Linked DNA regions of Mus musculus: region 1 is linked to region 2. A link is a contact called in public Hi-C data. All regions are on one chromosome and are shown on one strand. The core of a region is the stretch at or near the end of the contact, and the rest is flanking DNA. Distances in the headings are between cores, read along the strand shown. Region 1 overlaps A830009L08Rik (RIKEN cDNA A830009L08 gene). Region 2 overlaps Atg10 (autophagy related 10).

Evidence for each region. Hi-C and Micro-C count contacts between places; a contact is called where the count stands out from the background.
Region 1: a Hi-C map of the G1E-ER4 cell line shows a contact between it and region 2, with 3 times the contacts expected there. The contact joins two enhancer-like sites. A contact is called at or near these places in 11 of 484 Hi-C or Micro-C datasets (the G1E-ER4 cell line, Th1 cells, brain and 6 more), 6 of 115 datasets of contacts at active chromatin or transcription factors (DN3 thymocytes, astrocytes, embryonic midbrain and 3 more) and 1 of 9 other capture datasets (embryonic tail).

What each region holds. Positions count from the first base shown.
Region 1 is chr13:91,369,123-91,373,056 of GRCm38.p6, reverse strand. It overlaps A830009L08Rik (RIKEN cDNA A830009L08 gene), which reads left to right. Exons shown (of 3, transcript NR_045161.1): 3 at 1,633-3,934. Among named protein-coding and RNA genes, the nearest start is that of A830009L08Rik, 17 kb to the left of the region's middle. Within about 2 kb of position 2,481, at least 410 of the 459 cell types and tissues checked have an H3K27ac peak or open chromatin away from gene starts, as enhancers often do. A contact at or near this core is called in the G1E-ER4 cell line, Th1 cells, cerebellum and 2 more, where this site is marked.
Region 2 is chr13:91,179,068-91,183,254 of GRCm38.p6, reverse strand. The region is part of intron 2 of Atg10 (autophagy related 10); the gene reads left to right. Among named protein-coding and RNA genes, the nearest start is that of Atg10, 43 kb to the left of the region's middle. Within about 2 kb of position 2,689, at least 23 of the 459 cell types and tissues checked have an H3K27ac peak or open chromatin away from gene starts, as enhancers often do. A contact at or near this core is called in the G1E-ER4 cell line, Th1 cells, cerebellum and 2 more, where this site is marked.

The DNA of each region.
Region 1 (3,934 bases), core at 1,232-3,731, 190 kb before region 2:
CCATCTTAGAAAAAGGGAGCCCATAATAAAACTACAGGAGCCAGCAATAGAGAATTACAACCCCAGAATGAGAGGGGGTCTGCTTCGGCCCTGCTAAATGCTGAGCCTTGGTCTCTCTGAGGAAGAACAAAAAAGCGGAAGGAATTTAAGTCAATTGTCTCCTGGATTGCCTTAGCAGAGACCAGGAAAACAGGGTGCTTACTAAGGGTCTACTGACTCTTGGCCACTACCCTGGTACTAGACAAGCTGGGAGGGAAACGGTTGGGGGTGGGGCGGGGGTGGGGTGGGGAGAGAAAAGTTCATGTAAGTCAAAGCAGCCTGTGATGTACAAGCATCCAAGCTAGAGGCTATGTGTATGGTGCTGTGACTCAGAGTATAGCCAGTTCATTTTCAGATAGTATGGAACAAATACTACTAAAGATCTCTGGGTGCCCCTGATAGGCAGAAATGGCGAGAACATCAGAAAAAGGGCTGGAACACAGCAAAGGGGCTGGAGGAAAAACAAAGGTAGTGGCTGATAGGTTATCTCCTCCTGGGTCTGAATCCAGGCAGAGAGAGGGGAAGGAAGCCCCCAAGCAGACCGGCCTGCTTTGAAGAGAGAGCACAGGGTTGACAGAGAATAGAGAAGGCACTGCGGCCACCTGTCCAGCAGCTCTGGTTTTGGCAGTGCGGTCCTGATGCCTGCATTGCTGGACCCAGCTTGAGAGCTTCCTAAAATATCCCTGGGGCTGATGCAATAGCAGTTTGTGGCGGAGCTGCATTGCCATGTGGTGATGGAATAACCTGGTGATGTAGAGGGAGCCTTTTAAGTCTTCGTGGGATCTGACCCAACGAGCCCTACTGAGAACAAGCCAGGTGGCACAGTGGTTAGTTCTCCGGTGTGGGAAGAATGGCGTTCCCCTTCACCCATCTACATCACTGCTCAGCCAGGGCATGGCAACTCTCAGGAGGGCAGTCCTGAGCAGTCCTGAGCAGTCCTTTCACAACCCTTCAGCTCTCTGAATGTCAAGAGATGCAAGGTTACCTAGTCCACCTTCACCCTGAAGAGAGCCCCCTGCTCTAGAATACCTTCTGGGTGACGACCAACTTGTGTTAGGGAAAGGAAGAGGAGCCCCTGGTCTGAAAGAAGAACTGAAAGATATTAGGACACAGTAGCACCCTAAGCTAGGCTATGGTCATCTCCAAATAAAAATGGTTGCTCAAGTTCTATGCCAGCTCTGGTTGTGCACAACAATTTGAATTTTCCATTGTGACTTCATCTTGCCAAAGAGTAAAACTCTTTTCTCCCTCTCCCAGGCCATTCTGTCTCTTAGAGGGTCAAGTGGGTCTGGCCCGAAGGGAAAAAAAATCCCCTTTACTAAAATGTAAAGTGCCAATCACCCCTACCTTCATCCCCACCCCTGATGCCCAAAGTGCTCAAAACTAAAATCTGCTGCATCTTTTCAGCAAGTAATCAACACAAGTTGAAAGACACATGCTGTTGCATTTCTGATCAGATTGTATGTGAGGCAGGAAAATATACTGCCCCCGTGCCCCTCCCCGCCTCATTTTAAAACATTTTTTTGGGGGGTGGCTAAATGCATGTCTGTTTAAAGAAGCCACCAGGCAGTGCCTCTCACTTTGTCTTGGCAGGGCACAACCATCAGACGAAGTGGGAGGAAGAAACATTAACTTCAACAGCTGTTTCTTGACCCCGGCTGTCAGTCTTCCCAAGAATAAATTTTGGAGAGTCCTATTTGAAACAAAGAGGGAGTTTTGGGGGAGAGAAAAGTTGGTTGGTTCCAGGGCAGCCGCCCAAAGAAGCAGGGAACAAGATGTTTGCAGTTACCACGCAGCCTGCAAGCCTCTGCCGGGTGCAGGCAAGGAGCAAAGTAACTTGAAAGCTCCCCTCTCGGCGCCCTGTGCCTGCAGCTTCCCCCCCTAACGCGCGCCCAGATCCAGCGCCGGTGGTAAGAGCCGAAGCTCGACTACAGTAATTCCCCAGCTCGGGCGGCTTGAAACTGCTCGGGCTGAATAGCATTTGCTGTTCCGTCCTGTGGCAGCCTCCCGCCGCCGCTGCCGCGCTCCCTGCAAAGCAGCTCTCATTATCCCGGAAGTTGTGCTGACACAGTCTCGCTGCCACCAGAAGTTTGTCAACATCAAACTTCTCCTGTGTGGGGTACGTTCACCTTCCACGAGTATTTAATCGAGCCAACAAGCAAACAAACAAACCCAAATAAACCTGCCCGTGATGTCATGGTCTTTTTTTTTCCCCCCTCTCTCTTTCCTGGAAAGGCTGGGGGCTTTTGGGAATTTGCTGGTGGGCTCTGAGAGCGACTGTGGGTTTCTAGAGGCTGGGTTGGGGCGGGGGGCAGGGACCTGCTCGAGTGGGCAGTGAGAAAGGGGCTGCGGGGCACTTGGGGCTGGAGGCTGGAGGGCTTGCAGAGAGAACTGGGGCCGAGCGGCAGATTGGTCCTGCAGCCTGTTGGCTTCCGCTTGTTTTTGAGGTTGCACCAGTTGGGCGAAGGTGGCTTTGCATCCTAGCCCCGCCACAAAGGTTATTTGAAAGCAGTGGCTAGGCAAAGTAGAAGAGTGCCTCCCCACCGCCTATGCCCACTGTGCATTTAAAACTCTTACAGGACGTTTAAACCTTTTTCGGAATAAAGGGCGTTGAGGTCATAAAATGAATTTTGAGACTTCACACTGCCACACAAGGGGAATCCTGGGATATAACCATTTCTGTCCTTAGTGGGTCTGTTCAGATACCAAGATGAACTCTCTAAACTTCAGACTCCGTGCCCTTTCAGCTCTCCTCTATAGTTTAAGTTGCCAGGCACCTGGTTTGGGTGTTTGTGGTTTACAGTTGCTCCCCACTTAGATGCTTGGTGCTACCCCCAAAGCTAGGGTGAGGAGTGGACAAGGCAGCTGGGATGAACCCTTTCCCTTTCATACATACGTTTAGACATTCCATCCTGCTCAGTTTGGGTGGGCCTGAAAGAACTGAGAGGGAATGGGCCTTCTTGAAGCTTGGGCACCACAGTTTTTCCAGCAAGGGGCTGATGAAAGGAGTTGCTGATCCTGACTTTGGATTTAATTTCTGGGGGCTAGAGCTACTGCATTCAAATCCAGGACCTTAGATAATGGGGGTGATACCCCCCCATTTCCAAGGTTATACACGGGTAACCACAAGGGTCCAGTGTCTCAACAGTGGGCAGACCAAAGCCTGGCTCCTTGAATTGGAGTCGTATCCACAGAAGAGACAGCAGTATTCTTCCCTATCCTCAAAAATAAATTTGAGTGGAAATAAACATCTCCGAAGAGAAATTATCCAACTCTACCCTTGCTGGAACGGGGAGGAAGTTGAATCCACTTAGAGAGCCAGGAGCTAAGTTTTTCTTCTTGCTGGTCTGCTGACTATGTGTTTAGAAAAATTAGCCTGTAGGCGTGGATCTTCAATAACAAGAAGACACTTTTCTTGTTTTTCAAACTAACCTAAACAAGGAAGTTGTACTAGCCTCCAGGGCTCAGTTTACCTCAGACATGGACCAAACCAAGTAACGACCACGGAGGACAGAATGCCAACCTAAGGACTCTGGGTAGCAGAGGCATTTCTCAGGCCTGGAATGTGCTTTTGGCAAATACATAGATTTAACTCCAATCATAAGGCAGGATGCCCTCACACATATGTAGTCCCACACATAGAAGCCACACCCAAAGCACAAGGGAAAATGTGTTTTGCTGAATATACAGTTGCCCTCTAGAGTGAATTTTTCTCCTTTGGCCCTGCTTCAAAAAATTTTCAATTATCCAGACTTCTTTTCTTAAGGTTATATTTTAATCTTATTTATTTATTTCTTCATAGTCTACAAATGTGACTCGACATGTACCACAATGAAAGCTGTGAATCGAGGCGAGGTGGAGGACTCCATCTATGATTCCATATGCAGGAATATTT
Region 2 (4,187 bases), core at 1,440-3,939:
CTTAGAAACTTCTAATTTATATCATAAGTTAGGATTCCTTAAGGGAATGCTGTGAAGAATATCAATGCTCTATAAAGAAGCATAAAAACCCCACAGAGTATGAAATACTGAAGGTGGTAGCTCACCGCTTTGGAACATGGAAGGAGTTAGGGACACCTGCGCAAAGTTCTGCTCTGATGGGCTAACTGGAATGGCAGGAGGGTAGAAAGCTTTGTGTCAGGAGTGCCAAGGACACTGAGGAAGAACCAGCCATACATGTTTAATTGACAGAGAAGCTGCTGCAGTGGTCTGTCTGTGACTTCCAGATCTTGTGTGTCCCAGTGGAGAGTCCAGGAACATCCAGAGCTGCCTTCACAAGCATCTGTGTGTAAAGGAACAGGGCTGGATGTAGCCGTTCTGTGCCATGTTACATTTAGGGAGCTTTCTCAAAACTTTATGAGCTAGAGGAATCAAAAATGAGCATTATTTCCTTTTTGGCGTATACAAATAATTAAGGGGAGCTGCTGATAATGTGCTAATAGAAGTGTATCTTTGGGATGGGCAAACCATATCTGTGATGACCTCGCCTGACCTCACATGGCCTGTGTGGGCAGAGCAAGCCTGAGACAACCCCAAGTCCAGCTGCCTAGGTGAGCAGACCATGCCTAAAATGATCTGGCCTGGTGCCACACAGCATGGGTGGGGCATAGCACTCCAGATATCCAGAATCCCTGGGTACCACTAAGATGAACAAGTGAGTGAAGGAGAGATGGAAGAGAAAGAGCTGCTGCGGCCTCCAAAGGCTGAGATGGGACCCCCAGAGCAGGTTGGCTAATGAGCTCTGGGTTTGGTCATGAGATCTTGGCTCAGTGGATACAGTGGAAGAGTGATGGATAAAGGGATATTTCTGACATCAAGCTCAGACCTCCACATGCCATACACACATGTATATATACATATATATGTACATCTACACATATGTAAAATTCATGCATACACATTAATGAACAGCATTCGTACTTGGAAATGAAAAGAAAAAATTTTTATAGAGTTTTGTACATGCCACAATTTTAATAATGAAGAAAAACTTTTTTTTTTTTGAGACACTGTTTCACTAAACCAGGCTGGCCTTAGGCTCATAATCCTACTGCCTCAGCTTCCTCTGTGAAAATAACAATCAAGACACTAGAGCATCATCTCTAGATGAGGAAAAGTTGCAGTGTTAATTGAAATGCAAGATTTTAGTTGTGTTCACTTCTTTTTTTTTTTTTTTTTTTGAGACAGGGTTTCTCTGTGTAGCCCTGGCTGTCCTGGAATTCACTCTGTAGACCAGGGTGGCCTCGAACTCAGAAATTCGCCTGCTTCTGCCTCCCAAGTGCTGGGATTAAAGGCGTGCGCCACCATCACCCAGCCAGTGTTTACTTCTTAAAAAGGCTTAGTTTTGAATTTTTATTAAAGTAAGTGTGTGTGTGTGTTTGTGTGTGTGTGTTTGGCATATACATGCCACATGTGTGAAGGTGCTGTGGAGGCCAAAAGAGTGTTCTGGATGCTGTCAGGTGGAGTTACAGTTAGCTGTGATCCACACAAATACGGCTGCTGGGAACTGTGGTCATTTGGAAAAGCAGCGGATCCTAAGTTCTACACCTGAAGCTAACTGAGCTCAGACTGGCTATCCACCTAAGAGTCCCCTGCCTTTCCTTCCTAACATGCCAGGATTGCAGGCACTCGCCACCACACCTGGCCTTCCTGTCCATAATTCATAACATTGGCATAAAAGTGTCTTTTTTATGTTGGCTAGAGAAAGTAAAGAAGACTCATTTGTTTCACTGGATATGACACTTGGAAGTAGACTTTAGGATTACCCAAATTCTGGTTATTGCTGAGAAAGGCTTTTCCATCATTCAGAGAGTGATAAATAAATGCTCCTCTCTTTGGAGCATTTGCCTGGGGCTGGAGAAGAGATGGAGGGCAACTGCACTCATCAGACTGTACCAAGAAAAGATAAGATTTCTCACAGTATTTCCAAATTCTCTCCGATACACCCTGCTGTACTTTTCAAATGTGAATTTTTATGCATGTGAAAAGGGTCAAGCAGTGAATTGATTATTGTGACAATCTAGAAGGCTAAGACAAGAATGCCAGCTCCAACAGGTCCCAGAGTGTCAGCTAAGAGACTTCAGGCAATGATGTGGAGAGTTAGGGCTGGCATTAAACACGTAGAATGAAGCCCATTACTTCATGTGCTTCCTTACTAAAATGTTGATTAAAACAATATAAAAACAACCAGGAGTGGGAACAGTTCTGGCTTAAGGAAGTGAAGTTACAAGTGGGGCAGGCATTGCTAGGGATGAACCCTGCTCTGGCTTGTGTGTTAGTGGTGTAGCGGATCGGGATCGAGCAAGGAGGGGTGGCGTGGGGGTGGGGTGGGGGTGGGGCAGGAGGGTGATGACCCAGCCTGACTGGTTTGTTACTTTTCAGATGGCCTCTGGAAAATGTAGATGACCTAAATGCCTGGAAGAGAAATGGGTTGTTCTAGGTATTTCTAACTTACTGGTGTGGACTGATCAGATAAAGTACCGTGTGAAACCTGCCCTGTGGGAACGCACCATTCATTGATTATTACTTTATTTCGGGCTCCATACTCCTTTGCAGAGGTGGACATGCTTCGCCTTGACACTGGTAGGCAATATAGCCATTATCACTACTCTCGCTTTTACAGATAAGGAAACTGACTCACATGTTTAGTGGTGAGACTAGGGTATGGAGCCAGGTAGTTTCACTTTAGTATTTGAGAATTGAACCCTCTGCTGATTTGTATCTCAGATGACACCGTACTGACACCGGCCACCCATCTCCTGAACTTTCACCTCCAGTCTTAAGACGGAGGATCCCTGTGCTCTGGGGCTTGTGTGGACAGCAGGGCTTACCGTGGATGCTGCCCTCCATGGCCCTTCTCAAAGGCCGAGGCACAGACATCTCCGGGTCCCCCTGAATTGCTTGTTTGTAGGAAAGCTGGAGAGCATGCTCTAATCTTTCAGCATCGTCACATGTACTCAGTAGTTGCCTGTTATCCTTGTAGCTGCACTCCAGAATGTGGCAGCTACTGCTCACATGTGGTAATTGAAATACAGATTTAGGTTAAATAACATTGGGAAGTTTGGTTTCCTAGTTGGATTAGGTGGTTCCCTGTGATGTCTGCCTGCCTCTCAGATAGTGCAGAGTAGTTCCATCATCAAACGTGTCTCCCAGGCAAAGGCATCCTCACAGGTCTACCCTGCCAAGTCAGCTGCGTCCCAAGCCAGAGCTCAGCTCCCACTGGCCTTTACCTCCTGCTCCCTAACCTTTCTGTTAGTTGGCAGCAGGGCTCTGTCTTCTCCTCTATTGTAAAGAATCCTAACTGAGGAAGAAGGACATTGCGGTGATCACTAGTTGCTAATTCATGTTACAGTTTTGCTTGCATCAGGTGTTTTCGTGTTACTGTTTTTGTCCCCCTGTCCTCATCTTGTCCAGTCAGTATAACAGCTGCAGATGGAGTCCCAGAGCTTCCGAGTGTGGCAGTTTGGCACACGTGCTTCTTCCTGGTGACACGGAGCCCCTGTGGCTTAGCATTGCGCTTGCATGTCTAGTAGCTCCAGTGTCTGTTTAATTGGATTCTTTTGCCTAAATTTAGGATTTTATTTTTACTGGTGCTAAGTAAAAATTTTGCCTGTTATGACTTGTTTTTGTTAATCCTTGATCTGCTCAGTTGACAAACCCTTGTTGTTATAATATAAGGATTTGATAAGACCGTTTGTGGCAGTGGGGGCTCAACAGGTCACGTCAGATCTCCTTTTGAAGAATGCTCTCTGAGCAGGCTGTCTTACAGGAGTGAGTTTACTCCTTGGCCAAGCAGTTTAGAATGCTTTCAGAAGTGGGTAATCCTGAGTATTGGGTCTGCAAATCACCAAAGCTGTGAAATGTATAGAGAATGGAGTCTGTTGCAGGTATGCAAAGCAGTGGATTGAGGGTGCAGTGTTGATGAGAAGAATTTACTATATGGAAGGAAGTTATCAAGGTTAGTTAGGAAAAACAGTGTGTGTTAGTAAATTCAGGAGAACACACATGGCTTACAAATACCACATAGCCAAACAAAGGGGGGCAACTGTAGGGTATTTCCATTCTTGTGACCACAAAAGTGAGTGAGCCAGAACATACTGGGAATTAAACAA